Regions from separate parts of the Mus musculus genome. Here region 1 is linked to region 2. A link is a contact called in public Hi-C data. All regions are on one chromosome and are shown on one strand. The core of a region is the stretch at or near the end of the contact, and the rest is flanking DNA. Distances in the headings are between cores, read along the strand shown. Region 1 overlaps Plekhg1 (pleckstrin homology domain containing, family G (with RhoGef domain) member 1). Region 2 has its middle 33 kb from the start of A330032P22Rik.

Region 1 (5,004 bases), core at 371-2,870, 210 kb after region 2:
TGTACACATTCATATATACATACATACATACATACATACATACAATCAAACAGACAGAAAAATACGTATGTACAACCTCTGAATCCATTTTTGTTGTTTATGTATCTATGGTTTCAGGGCTGCTGGCTTTGTATTGGATAGCCAAGGGACTCATTACCGGGCACGGTTAATTCTCCCTCCTCAACAGTCTGTAGTTGCCTGCAGTTCTTTGTCTAGAGGTGAGACCTGTGAGATCAAATATATTTTTATACACTTATTCAGCACCAAAATGAAGTGTCATCTCATAAAAAAGAAAAAATAAATTCCTCCATGGAAGGGAGAGTGGGTGCTGGCAGTAGGCACATCGTGAGAAGCTTTGCAGACAACTCCCTAATAAGATACAAAGACCAGCGCTTGCTGCAGAGGCTAAGGTTGCTTTAGCTAACTATTCTGTAAAGAAATCTACTCAAAGACAGGTCACAAAGGAATGGAGAATGGATGTACACTAAGTTTTCCCCATAAGGTCCCTTCAGAAGTATGTGTGTGTATGTATGTATGTATGTATGTTGTGTGGGTGTGAGTGTGTGGGCAGATGTGTGTGTGAATGTGTTGTGCATGTGTTATGTTTGTGTGTGTGTATGTATTGTGTATATGTGTGTATATGTGAGTGAGTATGTATGTGTGTATATGTTGTGTTTGTGTGTGTATATGTGTATGTGTTGTGTATGTGTTGTGTTTGTGTGTGTGAGTGTGTGTGTGTGTGTATGTGTTATGTATGTGTTGTGTTTGTGTATGTGTTGAGTGTGTGTGTATGTGTTGTGTATGTGTCATGTTTGTGTGTGTGCATGTGTATATATATGTATGTGTTGTGTTTGTGTGTGTGTATGTGTTGTGTATGTGTCATGTTTGTGTGTGTGCGTGTGTATATATATGTATGTGTTGTGTATGTGTTGTGTGTGTGTGTGTGTGTGTGTGTTTGTGTGGTATTGGGAGAGGCCATTCTTTACACTTTATAATATTTCCTTTTGTTATTTTTAATTAACACAGACAAACAGTGCCTGTCGCTGTAGATTATGCTTTCTGCATCACAGGAGTTGGTGATGTGGGATTGGAGCTGTGAAGTCCTTGCATTCACATTCATCTTTCTGGAACTAATTTCAAGAAGCCATTTATTGTGAAAATAAAACTACCTGTATTTTAGTCAGAAAGATTAATGAAACTTGTTCAGAGTTTTTGTTTGTTTTGTTTTGTTTTTTCTCTATCTGTGTCAACAAGAAAACCTACCAGTATCTCTTTTGTTTTTGAGCAGGCCTTGCCTTTGTAATTGTACCCAGGCTTCCAGCAATCCCACCCTGGGCCAAGAGAGTAAGGCTGGGTCTGTGAGCTAGCCCACAATAAATGCAGAGTTGCCAAGCACAAAGCAAGGGATAAATCACTCCCCCTGGGGTCTGTTTAAGGCCTGGACAATGGTGTTGCAAATGCAGAGAAAGGGTGGGAGTTAATCTACTTTTGATTAGAAAAGCATTTCTTTTCTTATGCAGAGGCCAGTGTAGGGGAAAGTTTGAGAGGAGAAGCAGGGCTAGCAGCCTCTTCCTGCTTTGTGACAAAGGAGGAATGTTGAGCTGGGTTGAAATTTTATGCAGCTTCTGATGCTGACACAGAGTGACAGGCCTTCCCTTAACCCTTCCCTTTCTGGCTCTCTTTATCCCCGGTAGCACAGGCTCACATTACAGAGACTCATTCTGTCCATCAAGATAGGTCAGCTGGAGCAGGGTTCCCACCATTGCTCTCGTTATTCTGTGAGAGAGTGAGAGCTCTGGAGAGACTTGCTAGCTCTCCTGAAGAATATTCTGGAATTGCTACAATAACCACTAAGGAGAGCTTCCAACTCCCTGAGACACAGGAGGACCTTGGAAGAATCCTAAAAGATGAGTTAACTAGGTATTGTAGTCGGCTTCCTCTTATTGCTGTGATAAACACCAGAAACTAAGTAACAAAAGTCAGGGCAGGGACTCAAGCAGGAAGCTTGACGCAGACACTGGAGCAGGGACCATGGAGGGGTGCTTGCTCACTGGCTCCTCCTTCCTCAGTCTCACATTCAACTACCTACCTTCCTTGTACCTCCCAGAAACATCTGTCCAGTGGTGGTACTGCCCATAGAGGGCTGGGCCTTCCCACATCAATCATTAATTAAAAAAATAAAAAGCTCCACTTACTTGCCTGCAGGTATCTTGGTTCTCAGAACTTAGAGACAGAGTGACAGAAACAAAGGTGGCGAGAGTGAAGAGCAGATCTGCTCACAGGACAGGGTTCTCATAAGTGATATTTTGAGTGATTAGATGGATATCTAGAGCAGTAATTTATTGTTTGTTTGCACTGCTGAGGACTGAACCCAGGGTTCGTGGGTGCCAGGCAAATGCTCTACCACTGGGCTCTATTCCCGGCTAGCTCTATTTTCTTTTGGTGATCTGAGCAAAAGCAAACTGCATGCTTTTCATATAACTGCAGTTTCCATCTTTTGCAAGACAGGAGATTTATGAGAGAATGAAGTTTGGCCCTTGAGGCCAGAAGGCAGGGTTCACTATGAAGGTCCCACTGTGTGTGGGTTCCAGGTACCATGTGATGCTAGCATGCCTGTTGGCCTGTCACAGCCTTCTGAGCCCGGGGGTATGCTGCTACTGACCGCTTTTCAAGACTCCATTGCCTTACCTCTTCAGTGGGAGCCATGCAAAGCCAAACCTTCCATAGCTGACCACCGCAGCTCTGCTCTAGGTGCCAGTACCAGGAGGCTTAGTACTGGCTATGACAGTAGCTCTAAGGTTCTAAGGTCTTCTGGCTCTCAGGTTCCTCCTCAAAAAACACTGTGAAGTATGGCAGACCACAGCCATTTTTGGTTCAAAAGCTAACAAACTCTATTTGCACATCGAAGATTTCTAATAAGCTCTGCCCCATACTCCCCTCGGCCACTAGTGCCGACAGCAGCAGTGGCGTACTTGCTATCAACCCTCTCTGGTAGTAGAAGATCCTATAGTTGTTGGAAAGACACAGCATAAAGAACCCTGTTGCCATCTGTGTGACCCAGTAAGTGGAAAGTTGGGCTAGCCTCTTCCAGCTTTTTCCTCTCTCTAAATAATTTTATTCAGGTAGCCCCTACCTTGGTAGCCAGTTGAAACCTTATTTTATGTCCGAGTTCCAAGATATTTAAGATGTTTTTATTTTGTGTATACTGTAGCTATCTTCTGCCATACCAGAAGACGGCATCGGATCCTATTATAAATGGTTATAAGCCACCATGTGGTTGCTGGGAATTGAACTTGGGACCTCTGGAAGAGCAGCCAGTGTTCTTAACCATTTATCTATCTCTCTAGCCCATGAGGCTTATTTTTAAAACCTGTTTCTTCTCCATCAGATGAACCCTAAGAAAACGCTCTTGGAGAATTAGCTATGTTGCCATCACGGGCTTTGTAGAATAGTTGGGAGGTACCCTAGTATATTATGTAACTGATATGACTCATCATTGTCTAAGTTAAGCATGTGATCATTGGTAACATGTATGTGGAAAAGTTATATCTATTTGAATAGGCCATTACTTGGTCTCTTTTATTTCAAAATTCCCAGAGTTAGTTCCTGGGTAGGTTGTAGGTCATTGTTGGGTTTGTGACATGGGAGTGTTTTTGCTTCTGAAATCACTAGTCATTTTTCTGGCTGGTGAAGCTTTGAGGCCACCCATGTAGCAAAGTGACGTGCAGAGCTCACAGAGAGAGTTGGAACACCATGAGAGAAAATATGAGAAGGTGAGAGGACTGCAAGTTCCAGGCCAGCCTAGGCAGTTACAGAAACCATGTCTACACGAAGAGATGAAGTTGACTCAGTTTTTAGAATCCTCTGCTCTGTGGACTGAGTTCAGCTCTAATGTTGTCCTCCTTCTCAATGGATCTGTTTTTAACAAAATCCATGTTCCCTCCTCCTCTCTGAAACCTCTTTCTGGGGAGAGCTGCTGGGCCCCTTTCCTCCCTACCCCCCAACTCCCACAGATCTGGTGTCTCGTGTCCTCACTGTGAGGAGACCTTGTTCAGGATAAAGAGAGACAATAGAGAGCCCTGAGCAAGCACAAGTGTCATTTGTCAAAGCTTGACTAGAGGGCCATTCCTTGCATTTTTTGCTGGTTTTGTGTATTGAAAAATCTTACAGAGCTTAAATGAGGCAAAACCTCAGGGTTTATTACTCTTTTATCAAAACATCTCCGAGTCCTTAGCAGATGTCCACATATTGTCAATGGGCCCAGCCTCTGTGCGATAGATTGGGAAGCCTGAAATGAGACCCGAGTTCCTGTCAGCAGGAGGAGGAGCTGCCTCTAATTCTAATGTTCAGTGTGACACCCTGCCCCAACTCTCCCCTCTTTCCCCTTTCTCCTCTTTCCATCACCCATCTTTGTCTTTCTGTTTTCCTGCTGTTTTTTTTTTTCTACCACTTTCTTCTGCTTCTCTTTCTCTCTCTTCCCTTTCTTCTCCCCTCCCCCCCCCCCCTTCAGAGACACTTACAGAAAGATCTTTGTGGTGTTCCACTGTCCACAGTGCTTCAAGCCACCCTGTTGGCGTATGCCATAGGCCTGAAGTAGCATTGTCTCCATCGTTCCAGCTTTTGTTTGGGGCCTGATAGGGCAGCTGTACAGGGTCTCAGCTCCCAGTATTTTAACAGTGTCCTCCTCCCACAGAAGCGTTGAGCAAAGAGAGACAGACATCAGCCTGAATATTAGAGCTTTCCAACCACCACAGGGATTTTTCACTATAAGATTTCAGTGGTGTATTTGAAGGAAAGATTAAAAGTTTATATACTTTGAAAATGGCTCAAAGCTCTTTGTAAATAATTCTTACCCCACTCAAATTACCATGCTGTGACTTACATTTTAAGTCTCTGTCTCTCTCTCTGTCTCTGTGTGTGTGTGTGTGTGTGTGTGTGTGTGTGTGTGTGTGTAGAACCTACAGAGATAGGGATAGTATTGTCATTTCTGAACATTTTCCTAAC
Region 2 (4,702 bases), core at 1,859-4,358:
ATCAGGCAGTAACTAATTTTACTTTTATTTTATTTCATGTCTCTTGTCTTTATTTCATGTCTGTGATAGTTTGTATATGCTTGGCCCAGGGAGTGGCACTATTAGGAGATGTGGCCTTGTTGGAGTAGGTGTGTGTCACTGTGAGCGTGGGCTTTCATGCCCTTGTCCTAGCTGCCTGAAAGCCAATCTTCTCCTAGGTGCCTTCAGAACAAGATGTAGAAATCTCAGCATCTCTACCCCCATGTCTGTCTGGATGCTGCTATGCTCCCACCTTGATGATAATGGACTGAACCTCTGAACTTGTAAGCCAGCCCCAATTAAATGTTGTCCTTTGTAAGAGTTGCCTTGATCATGGTGTCTCGTCACAGTAATATAAACCCTATCAAAGACAATATCCTTATTTCATATGTCTTGCCTGCATGTATTATCTGTGCACCACATGTGTGTCTAGCTTTTCAACCAGAGATACAGATGATTACAAGCAGCCATGTGGGTGCTAGGAATAAAACCTCGGTCCTCTGTAAGAGCAGGACATCACTCTTAATTTCCCAGCCATTTCTTTGGCCCTAGGAATGTAGATTTTTAGATCGGCGTAATTCCCATACTTGCACAGAACCTTGCACAAACCTCCTAGTCCAGGGCTTGAGATCTGAAAACACTACAAGTTACATCTTGTAGAAAGACATAGATATTAACTTTCAAAACTTAAGATTGGGCATTGAAAGCGCTATTTCCTTAATAACCCATCACAGCCCTGGTATAACCAACACACCTCTCTCAAACCACCCATGTTTGTGTCTTGAAATGACCTGAAACATGGCGTCCCCAGCTTCAGTTCTGAACATTTTTCTTGGCCTAGACCACAGCAGTATCCTCTCATCTCTGGCTTCAGCTGAGCTTCCTGTTTCCATTCTGATCGCCTCTTCTTTTCAGTCTTCCATGGAACCTTCCTGCTTTATGTCGATTCTCTCTGGTTCTCTACCTTGCCTACCCTCCCGTCAGAAACCCCCTCTCTGCTTTAGACTTCCCTGTCTTAGATGCACTGTTCTTCTGGAAGAAATCAGTCAACACAAATTGTAAATGCGTGTTTGCGTGAACACTCTGCTCCCTTCTAGAGGTAATAAAAGGAGCTTGCTTTTTAATTACAAGTGAAGAAGATGCAAGTGATAATGATGTGGGCGATGACAATCTTTCCGTTTGGTTGATGTGCTTCCTAGTAAGGTTTGCAATTTCACTCGATTTCCTGGTTCCAGCAAGTCAGAGGGTTAACCATTTTATAGATGATTTTTTAACCTTATCGGGCAGTTTCTTCCTTAACAATGATAACTAGTGACATTGGTTTCTTTCTTCTGTATGAGTTCATAAGCCATATACAAACACATAGAGTTCCTGCCACTATATGGTTTTTGCAGTCACACTCTGTGTCATTAACATTATACAAACATTTTGGCCCTCTAAACAAAATTGGTACCCTCTGTAGTCTTTGGAGATTCATAGAACATCTTCTCAGTACAAAACTTTGTTTGTTTGTAAACATCTTGTTTGGATTTCTAAAATCTAACCTGTATATGAGAGAGATCCCAAGCATTTGATCAACCAGTCAGTCAACTAGAGTTTATACAGGCTGCCCATCAGTGTGCAGGCAATGGGTGGTTAGGAGGATGTGTGTGCCTGACCACCTTGTAGAGCCTGGAAGCGTGAGTCATGTTTTTTGGGATCACAGGATACCCCTGAGTGCAGGCCAAGGGATATAAATAATCCTGACAGTTCAGCAGTCCTTGGGGGAAAACACAGTGTTCCTATAAATAAAACTGAACAGTTTGCTCAATAGGTAACGCTTTGTTTTGCCCCTTTCTAATGACTTAGTTCACCTTGGCTGTCCATAAGTCTATTACATCCTGTTTATTCACCACTAATCCATTTCAAATGATACTTTAAGAGTCAGAATCCTAAGATATTTCCCCAAGGGTTTCTCTAAAAGAGAACATATTCTTTCCTTTGGAAAAATATGAAAATTATTAGCAACATAACTTAAGAGGCAGCACTGAGAGGCTTTTTCTTGTTGGCGTCCTGGTTTTTCCGAGCCTAAGCTTCCTCGGCTCTTGCTTAAGCCAGCAGTGCACAATCATTAGAAGCCAGCAGTGCACAATCATTAGAAGCCAGCAGTGCACAATCATTAGAAGCCAGCAGTGCACAATCATTAGAAGCCAGCAGTGCACAATCATTAGAAGCCAGCAGTGCACAATCATTAGAAGCCAGCAGTGCACAATCATTAGAAGCCAGCAGTGCACAATCATTAGAAGCCAGCAGTGCACAGTCATTAGAAGCCAGCAGTGCACAATCATTAGAAGCCAGCAGTGCACAATCATTAGAAGCCTTAGGGCCTTTGCGGCACCTACACAGCCCTCCTGTTTATTATAATCAACCATCATGGATTCCCCACAACAGAATTCCCTTCTGTACAGGGAATAAAGACAATCTCCACTGAGGTGATAAGAAGGGCTTCCAGACTTACTTGGTGGATATCTTGGCTCCACGTGACCTTGGGAAAACTTATTAATCTATTTCCATGTTCCCTTTCCTAAGGTTTAAAATGGAGAAGACTAAATAGCTTCTCAGTGAGCTGTTTGGAGGTAAAAACAAGTCAGCATAGACGAAAAGCTTGGAATAGCATCGTGCTAGTGCTAACGAATACTAATGATACTAGTTAGAAAGATTAAAATATATCAATTGGTAAAATGAGCACAGTCAACTTGTGAAAACTATGCAATAACTTATATTCATTTATAGCCCCTCCTCCCTCTCCTGTTACTCAGAGAGGGTTTCAGGTTGACTTGAGCTTCTTCTTCACACAGTGTTTCAAATAACTCCCATGAACCATGCCTTCTTAGCAACCACTAGCAGTCACCCTCCTTTTCTACTCTCCTCTCTCTCAAGTCCCACCCCTGTGCACTGTAATGCCTGCCATCAGCCTTAGACATACTTTCTCATTAAAAGACAATGGTCTGCTTAAATTAGCAGCATTTTCCCCTCACTTCTCTGAGCTCTTTATCCAGGCAGTCTGCCCTACAGCTGTCTCCAGCCACTCCAGCTGCTCTCCCCAGCATCCCTTGCTCATAAACCCGTGGACACTTGGCTGTCCAGTGTTTCTGGGATTCTTGGCAGCATAGGTGCTATGACCCTTCCCTGCTTCCATCAGCCTCTTCCTTCAACTTTCCTTTCCAGGCTACTTTAACTTTCTACCCACATTCTCTCTTTCCTTTTTTTTTTTTTTTTTTTAGTTTCAACTGTTGATGTGTGTGTGTGTATGTGTGTGTATGTGTGCACACGGGCATGCATACATATACATTTACACATACATATACATCTTGTACCTCTGATTGGTGTTCAGTGGGTCCCTGACAGATTCTCTTCTCTCTTTCTTTAACAGTTGTTGCTTCCGGTGTCCTTTTCATTGGCATCAAATGATGTTTCTCCAAATCTCTCTAGCAAGCTTTGCTATATATTGATTAAAATTTAAATCTCAATCCAACTGGAACATTTGGTTTCAGAGAGGTGAGAGAAAAGGAAAAGTATGGGCATAGGTGTGTCTGCCTATTCATGTGTGTTTGTATGTTCATGTGTTGTATGTATGTTTGTAGCTGTGTGCTTGCATGCTCGTGTATGTTGGTGTACATGCACATGCAACTGGATGCAGTGTCATTTTATGAAAGCCCGTCTTTGTGATTTCACTGTTGACCTGAGTGCAGATGTGTGTCTGACCTGGCCTCAAGCTTTGCTGTAGAGCCCATCTAGCTGTGCTTCTGCCAATAGCACATCCTAAAATGAGTCCTCATGTGAAGAAAGTAAGCCTTAACACATCTGTCTTCATTATAAATTCTGTTAGGGTTGGGACTGTCTGAAATGTGTGTTTTCAGTGCAGTTTTGACAATGGCATATCCTCTGGTTGTTGAGGTTTACTTGAGTTGTTTTTCCATAGGAAAAGGAGGAGGAGAATAAGAAGTAGTTCTTAATAGCTGAGTAGTACTCCGTTGTGTAAATGTACCACATTTTCTGTACCCATTCCTCTGTTGAGGGACATCTGGGTTCTTTCCAGCTTCTGGCTATTATAAATAAGGCTGCTATGAACATGGTGAAGCATGTGTCCTTCTTACCGGTTGGAACTTCTTCTGGGTATATGCCCAGAAGAGGTATTGCTGGATCTTCCAGTAGTACTATGTCCAATTTTCTGGGGAACTGCCAGACTGATTTCCAGAGTGGCTGTACCAGCTTGCAATCCTACCAGCAATGGAGAAGTGTTTCTCTTTCTCCATAGCCTTGCCAGCATCTGCTGTCACCTGCATTTTTTATGTTAGCCATTCTGACTGGTGTGAGGTGGAATCTCAGGGTTGTTTTGATTTGCATTTCCATGATGACTAAGGATGGTGAACATTTTTTCAGGTGTTTCTCAGCCATTCAGTATTCCTCAGTTGAGAATTCTTTGTTTAGCTCTGTACCCCATTTTTAATAGGGTTATTTGATTTTCTGGAGTCCAAATTTATGAAATTCTTAGGCAAATGGATGGATCTGAAGGATATCATCCTGAGTGAGGTAACCCATCACAAAAGAACACACATAATATGCACTCACTGATAAGTAAATATTAGCCAGGAAACTTAGAATACCCAAGATACAATTTGCAAAACACATGACACTCAAGAAG

The links. A called contact is a pair of places that touch in the nucleus more often than the background predicts.
Region 1: a contact with region 2 is called in a Hi-C map of uterus, with 1.7 times the contacts expected there. The contact joins two enhancer-like sites. A contact is called at or near these places in 2 of 484 Hi-C or Micro-C datasets (brain and uterus) and 1 of 9 other capture datasets (liver).

What each region holds. Positions count from the first base shown.
Region 1 is chr10:3,890,506-3,895,509 of GRCm38.p6, forward strand. All of the region lies in intron 3 of Plekhg1 (pleckstrin homology domain containing, family G (with RhoGef domain) member 1), which reads left to right. Among named protein-coding and RNA genes, the nearest start is that of Mthfd1l, 80 kb to the right of the region's middle. Within about 2 kb of position 1,621, at least 75 of the 459 cell types and tissues checked have an H3K27ac peak or open chromatin away from gene starts, as enhancers often do. A contact at or near this core is called in uterus, where this site is marked.
Region 2 is chr10:3,682,958-3,687,659 of GRCm38.p6, forward strand. No RefSeq gene overlaps it. Among named protein-coding and RNA genes, the nearest start is that of A330032P22Rik, 33 kb to the right of the region's middle. Within about 2 kb of position 3,109, at least 2 of the 459 cell types and tissues checked have an H3K27ac peak or open chromatin away from gene starts, as enhancers often do. A contact at or near this core is called in uterus, where this site is marked.